Regions from separate parts of the Mus musculus genome. Here all the other regions are linked to region 2. The links are chromatin contacts, called in public promoter capture Hi-C maps. All regions are on one chromosome and are shown on one strand. Each heading gives the region's core, a stretch centred on a gene start, on an enhancer-like site or on the middle of the called end of the contact. The rest is flanking DNA. Distances are from core to core; before and after follow the strand shown. Region 1 holds the start of 4931414P19Rik (RIKEN cDNA 4931414P19 gene). Region 2 holds the start of Ap1g2 (adaptor protein complex AP-1, gamma 2 subunit). Region 3 holds the start of Slc7a8 (solute carrier family 7 (cationic amino acid transporter, y+ system), member 8).

What was found. Promoter capture Hi-C pulls out the DNA fragments that hold promoters and counts their contacts.
Region 1: a promoter capture Hi-C map of hippocampal neurons shows a contact between it and region 2, with 4 times the contacts expected there. The contact joins the promoter of 4931414P19Rik here to the promoter of Ap1g2 in region 2. A contact is called at or near these places in 5 of 39 promoter capture datasets (the C10 cell line, cranial neural crest, hippocampal neurons and 2 more).
Region 3: a contact with region 2 is called in a promoter capture Hi-C map of stem cell-derived epiblast-like cells, with 2.4 times the contacts expected there. The contact joins the promoter of Slc7a8 here to the promoter of Ap1g2 in region 2. A contact is called at or near these places in 9 of 39 promoter capture datasets (3T3-L1-derived adipocytes, the SN4741 cell line, cranial neural crest and 5 more), 5 of 484 Hi-C or Micro-C datasets (cortical neurons, embryonic stem cells and ventral hippocampal neurons), 3 of 115 datasets of contacts at active chromatin or transcription factors (bone marrow-derived macrophages, large pre-B cells and memory CD8 T cells) and 1 of 9 other capture datasets (adipose tissue).

What each region holds. Positions count from the first base shown.
Region 1 is chr14:54,603,765-54,607,397 of GRCm38.p6, reverse strand. 4931414P19Rik (RIKEN cDNA 4931414P19 gene) reads left to right here and starts at 1,490. Exons shown (of 7, transcript NM_028890.2): 1 at 1,490-1,595.
Region 2 is chr14:55,104,453-55,108,074 of GRCm38.p6, reverse strand. Ap1g2 (adaptor protein complex AP-1, gamma 2 subunit) reads left to right here and starts at 1,482. Exons shown (of 22, transcript NM_007455.5): 1 at 1,482-1,567; 2 at 1,946-2,150; 3 at 2,645-2,769; 4 at 2,906-3,047; 5 at 3,148-3,244; 6 at 3,417-3,493; 7 at 3,617-3,622. The coding sequence starts at 1,947. Jph4 (junctophilin 4) reads left to right here. Exons shown (of 6, transcript NM_177049.5): 6 at 1-1,249.
Region 3 is chr14:54,780,208-54,783,523 of GRCm38.p6, reverse strand. Slc7a8 (solute carrier family 7 (cationic amino acid transporter, y+ system), member 8) reads left to right here and starts at 1,638. Exons shown (of 11, transcript NM_016972.2): 1 at 1,638-2,344. The coding sequence starts at 2,197. It also overlaps a transcript of Rnf212b not described here.

The DNA of each region.
Region 1 (3,633 bases), core at 241-2,740, 500 kb after region 2:
TGTGTGTTGTGCCCCTGTACTGTCACAGTCGCTTACCCTCTGTAAGAAGCCATGTCAACATTGCTGTGCAAAGCTGGAGACGTCTGCAGTCTCCTCTTCAACACAGCCAGGCCACAGCCAGAAGCATAGAAACTGCTTCCAGAACAAGAGGGAAAAAGAAACGGGAACACATCTTTTTCTTTTAATGTGGTTAAAGCATGCATCACCATTTTTAGAGTTCTTTTCATTTTCTTTTATAAACTCATAGGTCAGGGGTTCGAGTGAGGAGGAAAAGGCAGGAAGTCCTAGAAAGAAGACTTGAGAAGGGTCATGGGTTTCAGATATTAAAACATAAATAAATAGGTGAGAGAGAGAGAGACGGAGAGGGAGAGGGAGAGGGGGGGGGGAGAAAGAGAACTTAGTGTCCAGCAGAGACACTGGTGAAGGCTGCCAAACCCCTGTGGACTTGAGTTTGATCCTTCAGACCCTCTAGGTGGAGAGAATTCCTGCAAGTTGTCCCCTATTCTTTTTTTTTTTTTTTTTTTTTTTTTTCTTTTTTCTGAGACAGGGTTTCTCTGTATAGCCCTGGCTGTCCTGGAACTCACTTTATAGACCAGGCTGGCCTCGAACTCAGAAATCCGCCTGTCTCTGCCTCCCGAGTGCTGGGATTAAAGGCATGCGCCACCACACCTGGCACAAGTTGTCCCCTAATTGCCACACTTTGCATTGCGGCACGCGAGTGCCCCCACCAAAAGAAAAAATACACACACACACACACACACACACACACACACACACACACACGTATGTATGTATGTATGTTAGTGTGTGTGTGTGTGTGTGTTCGCGCAAACGTTTTATAATAAAAAGGTGCAGTGAGACCGGTTTATGGACTGCTTAAAATCGAGGTTTAAGCAATGGTCTACATGCAGGGTGTGTGAGGGAGACATTTTGGTTTCTTCAGAATGTGGTTTTAGCCTAGTAGGGGAGCCTGGCTCAGGCTGTGCAAAAACAAGCCCCAAGTGTAAGGCTACTTAGCCTCTCACTTGAACAACGTTACACTCATAGATGTTCATGTAAAGGTGGGCTGCTAGACAACTTGTGTGACCCAGAGACACTGGCCTGGGAAACCAAGGGTTGGAGGGCCTCGCCCCCCAAACCTGACGCTCAATCAGCCTAAGAGGTCCCAAGTTCGCTAGTTCTCCCAGCTTAGCAATGTCAGAGGGCGCTCACTCACAGGGTGGTTCTTCTGAGCCTGGCTTGGGGGGCGGGGAGGGAGAACGAGACGGGAAAGATGAGCGGACAGCGAGGAGAAAGGGAAGGGCAGTGGGCGCATCGGCCAGGTCCGGGAGCTCGCGGCCCTCGGGGGCCCCCCGGACGGGCGCCTCGGGTGCGGCGCGTGTGCTTGCGGGCGGGGCGGGCGGCGGCCAATCCGGGCGGGCGGCCGGGAAGGGGCGGGGCTTGTGAGCTCCGGCTCCGCGAGTCCTCCTTTTTTGCACACACACGAATACAAAGAGCCATACGACCTTCGAGTATCCTTTTTCCATTTTTTTTCCTCCTTCATCTTGTGTGCGTTTTCCAAATTTTTAAAAATAGAGATCTGTGGCAGTGCTGGGGTGAGGAAACTGTTGCTAAGGGGAATTTGCTCTTTTCCCCATTTCTTTTCCTGTCTCTCTTTCTCTTTCTTTTTCCTGGTCGAGGTTTAAAAATATACCAAGTTGAGAAGCCGTGTGCAACTGTTCCCAGACCAATTTACAGATTTTTTTTTTCTTTTTGGATCACATTTTAAGAATTGGTAAATTTTGTGGTTGAAGGATTTAAATTTTAGTCGCTTGGGGAAGTATAGATTTGTTTTTAATCGGGTTAAAGCGATAATGTGAATTTCTACCACAGGCAACAGAGAGATTTGAGGTGCCCTCACAAAGCCTTTGGCATGTATTTTAGACACACTCACTCAGAACCAAAACCAAGTGCTGTAGCAGCAATGTAGCAGCGAGTGTGACAGGCCAATAGATTAAATATACTGGGTTATTTTAATTGGGACACTCATTTCCCAGGAGAGAAGGGAAAGCTCTCTCACAGTGTTTTGCACACACAATTTCATGAGGACATTTGTGTGTATGTACACTTAAAACATACCATTTCGTATGGATTCATCTTGTGGTTTATTCTTTGTATTTATGTAAAGTATGTGTATATGTGCTGTTATCGGATTTTATTTTTAAAGTGTTTTCATTTGATTTTATGTGTGTAAAATAGACCTTAGGATGTTTTTTCCCCTCTGTGTTCCCAAATGTGATCAAAACAGGATTTCAAATGCAAAGTAAAGCGTAGAGGAAATCCTGCACTTAGCATACTTAAGAACTTTCATCCTATTGGAATTTACCTTCTTTTCTGCTTCTTTTTATATCAGATTAGTGAATAATTAAATAATTGCCCCAAAGCCTGCAGTCAGTGTGTTTGGCAAACGAAGTGGGGGGGACGGGGACTGAGTGTGTAGTCCAGAGCCTTTTAGTGACTTTTTAAATGCTTTTGGTTTTTTATTGGTTTTCCTTCCTAAACATGCAACTGTGTATATTTTAGCCTTTATGAGTAGTTTTGGGGGGAGGTACCAGAAGGGAATCTCCTGGCATTTTGACAAAGTGACCTTTTATTGGTTGGGATTTGTTTGGAAAACTCCACATCTGGGAAAGTGTGTGAGACAATATTCTAGTCCAGTTACTGAACGGGGGTGGGGGTGGGGTCCTGGGAGGGGTACTTGGGGTAGGGGCAAGAGGAGGCAAACGCAAAACCCAGGAGGGATAAGAAATACAATGTGATTGTTATTTTGCTTTCTGTGAATGCAAAGCTTCCCCCATATCGTCACATTTTTGGAAAAGTGTGTGTGCATTGAAGGACTGTTGCCTGGGGCAGAGGCCCCCCTTCCCTTGGGAGTTCTATGCTGAGACAGGCTTATTAAGAGTTAGACAGGATTTGCCCAAATCCAGTCTGTGTTTAAAGACTTGAGTGAAAACATTATAGTGTATGTGGATGGCAATCAGGGTCGGTTACAATGTTGTAACCGGGAGATTAAAGTGCAAGTTTTCACTACAACCAAACCCCCGTGCTTCTTAGTTCAGTGTTGTGTAGAGACAGCATTTAAAGACACCTAAACAATACCTGCAGTATAATTTATACTAATAAGGAGAATGCCCTGGCTCAGGTTGACTAGACTTATTTACAGTGACTTTTTATTTCCCAGCAATACAAACCAGATTGGGACACAATGATTACTGGTCCCAGGGTGGACCTTCCGCAAGTTTAGACAATGCATATCTTTGAAATGTAGTTATATTCTAGCGAACTTAGTGACCCCAGGAGTGATGGTAACTTTTGTTATCCTTTTGAAGGCTCAGGCACCACAGTAGGCATCACATGTTAACTAACATGACTTCTAAGTCCTAAGACAATAGTTGCCAGCCAGTTTAGCTTAGACTACGTCTTGCGATCTAGGCTCGTCGCCAAGGTCGGTTTTGTTTTGTCTTGTTTTGTTTTGTTTGTGAGAGAGGAATCCATCCCATGGATTGGCTTGGTTAGTTTGACAGTTTTACCAAAGAAGAGCAAATCTATAATACTGAGTGGATTTTGCTGAGAATCCAAAAGCAAACCGAATTA
Region 2 (3,622 bases), core at 233-2,732:
AGATTGTTTACATATGAAGGGCTGTTCTCTCTCAGAGTTGCTCTCTCCTCTGAGATACACAAATCTAAGTCAGACCATTGCCCCCCCCCATGTCCTCCCCAACCTTTTCTTTGAATCAAAACTTCACCAAGGGTGGGGGTTTGGTGTCCTGAGGAATCTCCTGGAATCTGAGTGGAGGGGAGAAAGGAAATGCATAAGAAGTGATTGGGTGGCCAGACAAGGCACTGCCTGAGCCACTTGGGGCTCACTGGCCCCAAGGGAAAGCTGCAGGAAAAGTACCCTCCACTCTTACCTCCCAGAACCTACCTAAGTTCTTGCCTACTTTGATCTTCCCTGAGGGAGAAAAGGGGAGCGAACAACAGGAAACTCCCCGTGCTCCCTCTCCTGCCCTCCTCAACCAGTCCCTCTCCCAACCACCAAGGATGGCACGCCAAGCCAAGAGTATTGAGAAAAGCAACGAAAAACCATCTGGTGCAACCAAGCCCGCCCCTCTTCAGATTCTGCCACTCACCTCTCTACCCTTCTCTGCCCCCCTGAAAATTTATTTGGTTGGTCTGGACTCACTTGTGGCCTTTGATTAAATTCCTAAGGGGACTGAAGAAGACATTTCTGCAGAGGGTTAGAGGCGCTGCAGCAAGCGAGGACCCCAGTCCTCAGCTCTGACAGTTGTGGGGCGAACACGTTGAGGGCTGAAGGGCAGCAGATGCTGTCACAAGTCTAGTTTCTAACCCCTCGCGTAGACTCCTGCGAGATGGGAGCTAACGGGGAATCAGAGGAAGCCGCTGCCCCACACAGGGCAGGGCAGAGGTGGGTGTCAACCCCGGACGAGAGTTGGGGGGAGAGCCTGTTTGAGATTATGGCTGATCCCTGGGACTAACTTTCCCTCTGGGGACAGAAAGCTGTACAAGAGGGGACTGTGGAACCCCGGGGGACTTTCCTACCCTGCATGAGGCAGAGGCAAGCTGCCTGCCAATCAATCCCTTCCTCAAGGAATGGCCTTGCCCAGGAATGCCCACCACACACACACTCTTCTTATTTTTCTAGTCAACCTCTGTTTACTCCCTGGCCTGCCTTCCTCCTGCCTCCCTTCCTTCCTTCCTTCTCAATCTTTACTTCTGATTTCTATTTCATGGAATTTGGGATTGAAGTTATACAACAGTGCCGCCAACATCAAGTCTTGCAGGAAAAAAAAAATAACAAAGAAATTTAACAAAAAAAAGTATATTAATAAAAAAGTTCCAAAAAGGGGGGGACTGTCATCTCCTTTGGGGTGCGATGGCTTCTGACTCAAGCTCTCTGAGTGCCACCTGGTGGGGTGGATGAAAAGTGAGGCCCCTGGGGGAGCCACAATCATGGAACAATTCTAGGCTCCTTTACCAAAGTGCCAGAGACAGGCCAGAGGTCAGAAATGTCAAGACGACTCAGCAGGGAGGCCCTAGAGGGGCGGGGTCCCGTGATAGAGGCGGGGAAGAGGGAAGGGCCCCGAACCGAGCACCAACCCCAGCTCTGTCCCATACCAGGAAGTGCTGGGTGGGGGGTAGAGGAGCAAAGTTGACACCGAAGCCAGGTGAGCTTGGGACTGGGAAACTAGTGCCTTCTGAAGTGGGAATGGGGGCAAGAAATCTCGCGAAGGGAATAGTACAGAGAACCAGAAGGAAAACTAGAGAGGAGAAACTGGTCCGGGAAGAAGAGCGAGAAATAGACTGGTCTGTAGCGCAGGCTCAGTAGAAACAGCCACAGGGTGGAGCAAGGACGCATGCGTAGTGGGGATGTCCTTGCGAGGCGGGAGGGTGGCCCCCGGGTACATGTGGGAGGTAAAAGTGGGCACAGTTTTAGGGCGGCGGTGGGACGCAATCCCTTCGAGATCTTGGCACAAGGCAATTCTATCCAACCGGCTAGAACGTGTTGAAATAAAGTCTTTTCAACTCCCGGGCTCTGTCCCCAGGATGGTGGTGCATTCGTTGAGACTTCAGGACCTAATCGAAGAGATTCGCGGGGCCAAGACGCAGGCCCAGGAACGGGAGGTGATCCAGAAGGAGTGCGCCCAAATTCGGGCCTCCTTCCGCGATGGGGATCCCCTGCAGAGGCATCGCCAGCTGGCCAAACTGCTCTACGTCCACATGTTGGGCTACCCCGCCCACTTTGGACAGGTACTGGCCTGGGATGGCTACAAATTTTGAGGAAGATGGCCAGTGCGCCCCTTTGTGTTTGTACCCAGGCTGTGGTTTTTGTTTTTTTGTTTTTGTTTTTGTTTTTTTCCTCCAGTTTTTTTGTTTCGAAACAGGTTCTCTATAGCCCGGACTGGGAACTCGAGAAAACCCTGCCTCCGTTTCAGTGTAGGGACTTTCAGGCATGCCCCGCCCTACCCAGCTAAATCCTTTAGTTTCTGAACCTTTTATCACCCTACTAGTGATTTCTTGCCAGCCCCGTTCAGCACCTCCCCATCCCCTTTCCAGACTCCACTCCTACACAGGTCCCTGAAACCTGCCTGCTGTCATCTGGATCCACACTTAAGCTTCTGGTTACAGAGAGAGTGATGAAATATGATCCCTCACAAGTTAATCTGGCCTAAAGGAGATTGTAGCCCGGAAGTTAGTGCCCTGTGGTTTCACACTGCCCTCCTGGTCTGCCTCCTTCCCTATAGATGGAGTGCCTGAAACTGATCGCCTCCCCCAGATTCACAGACAAGAGGGTGGGCTACCTTGGGGCCATGCTTCTATTGGATGAGAGGCACGATTCCCATCTGCTCATCACCAACAGCATCAAGAAGTGAGAGGGTTCTGGGGCACTTGAAATCAGGGCGCTGGGAGAGGGGGAACTGCAAAATTCCAGCGGGCTACCTGCTATCAGTACTGCAACAAACTGGTTTTCTCAGACTTGACTGACCATCCTTCCAACCTTACAGTGACCTGAGCCAAGGGAACCAGCCAGTTCAAGGCCTGGCCCTGTGTACTCTGAGTACCATGGGCTCTGCTGAGATGTGCCGGGACCTAGCCCCTGAGGTGGAAAAGCTGCTTCTGCAGCCCAGTCCCTATGTGCGGAAGAAGGTGAGATGTGGGCGGTTACCTCTCCAGAACTTGTTCCACCGTGTGGAAGAGGTGTGGACTCTAACTTGGTGGCCCTTTCTGAGGCCCTTGACTTCTGCAGGCTATTTTGACTGCAGTGCACATGATCCGGAAGGACCCTGAGCTCTCCGGCATCTTCCTCCCACCTTGTACCAAACTGCTTCGTGAGCGTCATCATGGTAAGGGCCCAGGGATGTCCGCTGTCCACTTCCGGTCTGGCTATTAATAGATGAAATGAAAAGCAAATCAAGAAACCCAGCTCGTCGGCTAAGGGCGGTGCACACATACAAACACACGTGTAGTAGTGTCCCATGGCCTGGCCCACCATTCACTGCCCCACCCTGACCCCAGGCATCCAGCTGGGCACAGTCACGCTGATCACGGAGCTCTGTGAAAGAAACCCTGCAGCCCTCAGGCACTTTCGCAAGGTGGGCTAGCGAAGGGGCGGGGCCGTGGGGCAGGCAGAGGTGGATGGTGGGCGCGCAATTGGGGCTGATGGTTGAGAAGAGACGGGGAGAGCCCAGACAAAGCTGGATGCGCCCTTCTTCCAGGTAGTG
Region 3 (3,316 bases), core at 389-2,888, 320 kb after region 2:
AAAGTATCACTGAAAGAACTCACATTTGAGAAGCAGAAAGGTTTTATCCCTTGATGTTGCGATCTGGGCAGAAGTCTTCAAATTGGATTTGCTTAATAATGAAACCATCAAATGTCCCCGTGTGCTTCCTAAGCTTGTTTAAAAAAAGACCAGAGACAATTCACTTTCCTCCATGTCCCCTCACTTCCTCCCTGGGAGTCTTGTGCTATCTAGCCCAACCTTGTCTGTTTTCTCTGTTGAAAATGATTTACACGATCCCCCACTCTCTTCTCTTTTTGCTGAGGCTTTCAATCTGCTGTATCTTAGAGCAGCAAAAGGAGAAGGAGTTGAGATCTCAACCTTTGAAACCTCTTGATACTTGCTGAGTAGGGTGAGCAAGGGGCAGGCGGGAAGGGAGACCGTTCATTGTCTGGACTTTACCCTATCCGGAAGAGCCGTTCTAGATAGCTTAGCCAACCCCATTCCTAAAGGGCTTAACTTTTTTATTTTCTTGAAAAGTCCAAGTTTTTTAGTGTTTTTCTTAAAAAAATGAGTGAAGCCAAATTTGCGTAATTAGTGGTCAGATTGGGGAATTTAGTTTGTCTTATTGAGACAGAATTTCACTTTGGACCTCTGGCTAGCCTTAAACTCAAGGAGATCTGCCTGCCTCTGCATCCCAAGTGCTCGGATTAAAGATGTGTGTGCCACCAGGCCCTTTGGAATTTTATTTTTTAGACTCATTTTAAAATCAAATCATTTTGTATAGACTATGTAAAAAAAAACTTTAGTTTTTCAGCATGGTCTATAATATTGTTTCATGGTTGTTTTGTTGTTGTTGTTTTCTTCAAAGCACTTTACAGTTAGAAATAGACACAGTTCTTGAGGTGGAGCAACTGTTTTGAATTACATTCTTCAAGGAAATGGGGGTGCAATGTTAATATTCTTAACCATTACCATTCTTAGCATCAACACGTCTGTTTCATGATCGGTGAGGGGCTCACGACCTCCTGTCTGAAGTTCAAATAATTTGTGATAAAATATTAGGGGTCATGGGGCAGGCCAGAATCCTCCTTATCCTGCTTCGGAAAAACGTTGCAACTACCCCATATTCTTCATAATTTTATTTAGCTTTCATGACAGTCCCTAAAAGAAACTCTTCAGCTTAAAGTTCTTCCACATTGCCCCCCCCCACACACACCAAAACCACCCCCTATTTCATGAAACAGCTTGATGGCAATATCTCTGCAGCTTTCTCGACCTTGTCCTCAAATGATCCACACCTAAACATCTTAGTACACTGGCCAGTGTGTTTCTGAAGGCATTAGAAGCCCGCAGAACCGTGTGCCCTTATAGAGTTCACAAATGCTGTGCGACCTGAGATGAAGCCTTGGCTAGTGACTTCCCCCTGCGGCCCACCCTTCCCTTGCTCCCACTATGAAAAGAAAAGAAAATGTTTTAAGCCCCTTCCTCCGTGATCTTTGGGGGTAGGGGGTACTAATAATTAAATAGAAGAAGAGGGAGGAGATGCGGCTTAAGGATGGAGGAGGTGGGGGGCGGAGCCTCGGTCCGCAAATAAACGCCGCAGCCGAAAGGGAAGCACATTCGCGAGCGCAGCAGCCACCCTGCCCTCACAGATGGAGCGATCTGCGGAGTGAGCACGGAGCTCGGAGCCGACAAGGGCGAGAAGGAAGGGGCGACCGCAGCAGGTGGAAACCTGATCCAGAGCCGGCGAGCAAGAAAGTACCTGAGCACGGCTCCTCCTCCGCTCCCTCAGCTAAGAAGAACTACTTTTACCCTCATCGTAGAAGAGACTTAAGGGAAGGTGGAGGCGATCTGTTTCATTAGGAGGGCTGCAGGGAAATCCTGACCAGAGCAAGCCGCCGCCCGGTACACCGAGCAGAGCGATCCTGGGCTTCTGAAGATAAACGCTTTCCGGAGAATTCCAGCTGGAGTCGCTGGTACAGTTCTATTTTTGTATTTATATATATATATATTCTTTGCCTTCCATTTAAAAACACGGCCCTTGTTTGTTAGGCAGTGACACGTGTGACTCTCATTTGCTGTCACTTTTAGAGGGTAGGAGCGCACTCTGTTTTCGGAAAAGGGCGTTCTAATTGGAAACTCTGTTTTTCCACATATCTATACGTTTACACGCACGAGCGTTTAGAAAAAGACTGCTCTTTTTCGCTTTGGGTGGTCGGAACCCTACGGAGAAAGATGGAAAAGGGAGCCCGCCAGCGAAACAACACCGCGAAGAACCACCCGGGTTCTGACACCAGCCCTGAGGCCGAGGCTAGCTCGGGAGGGGGCGGAGTAGCCCTGAAGAAAGAGATCGGATTGGTCAGCGCCTGTGGTATCATTGTAGGTGAGTCCAGGTCCTTTGCGGCCCCCGGCGCCATCCCACCCTCTCTCCGGGGGTCCTTCGAGGGACTTTAACCCCGCCAAAGCCTCAAAGGCAGCTTTGCTTTGTCTGTGACTTGTGTTGTCCAACTGCACCGGTCAAGTCGGAGCTATGGAAGTGATGTCTGTCATACATCGCTTCAGCCAAGCCAGGCTGAGCTGTTCTCTCCTTAGAATAGAACAAACAAGAGTCAGGAACCATACAGGCTCTGCGTCCCAAGTATTGCCTGGGAATTTATTAGAAGTGTAACAAATTCTTTCCGGCTTGTCACTAGGCAGTTCTGATCCAGGAGAGCCTAATTCGGGCTGACACATGGATTTTTAACTAGCTTCTGTGCAGCCACCCTCTGCAGGCTGTGAATCTGTGTTTGAAGCATATTTAGTATTATGTTGTCTTATGTTATGAAGCACTGTGGTGTGTAATGCCTCGAATAGTAAAAAAACAGTAATAAAAATGCTTTATAATCATGGTTCTTCATAGGCTGGCCCATCCTATGAAGCACTTGTGAAACAGATGTGACAGCCGAGCTGTCTCAGATGAGGAAAATATGGAAGGGAGAACCAGCTGACTTGACTGTGTTCTTGAAATGGAGTTTTCCAGGTTTTTTTGTTTTTGTTTTTTTGTTTTTTGTTTTTTTCTGGTTACCTAGTTGGGGGCGCCTGTCTGTTAACACCCACAGAAGACCCTGTGAGGTTCTTAGCGGGAACTGGGAGGTGGTAGATTGTGGGGTACAGGAGGAATTCATGGGTGAAATGTGTGCTCTGGCTTGGAAGCTCTTTAGGAGAGGAGCTGGGTGATCCAGAGAGAACCAGTATAGGTCTCGCTTCCCAAGAGCACATGTGCAAGGCTCGGGCTTCCAGAGACAACTCCCTTGCCTACGTAGGACACTCTTGTCTTTGCAAGGAAGCCCTGCAAATGGGTGCTGGGCTGTGGCTC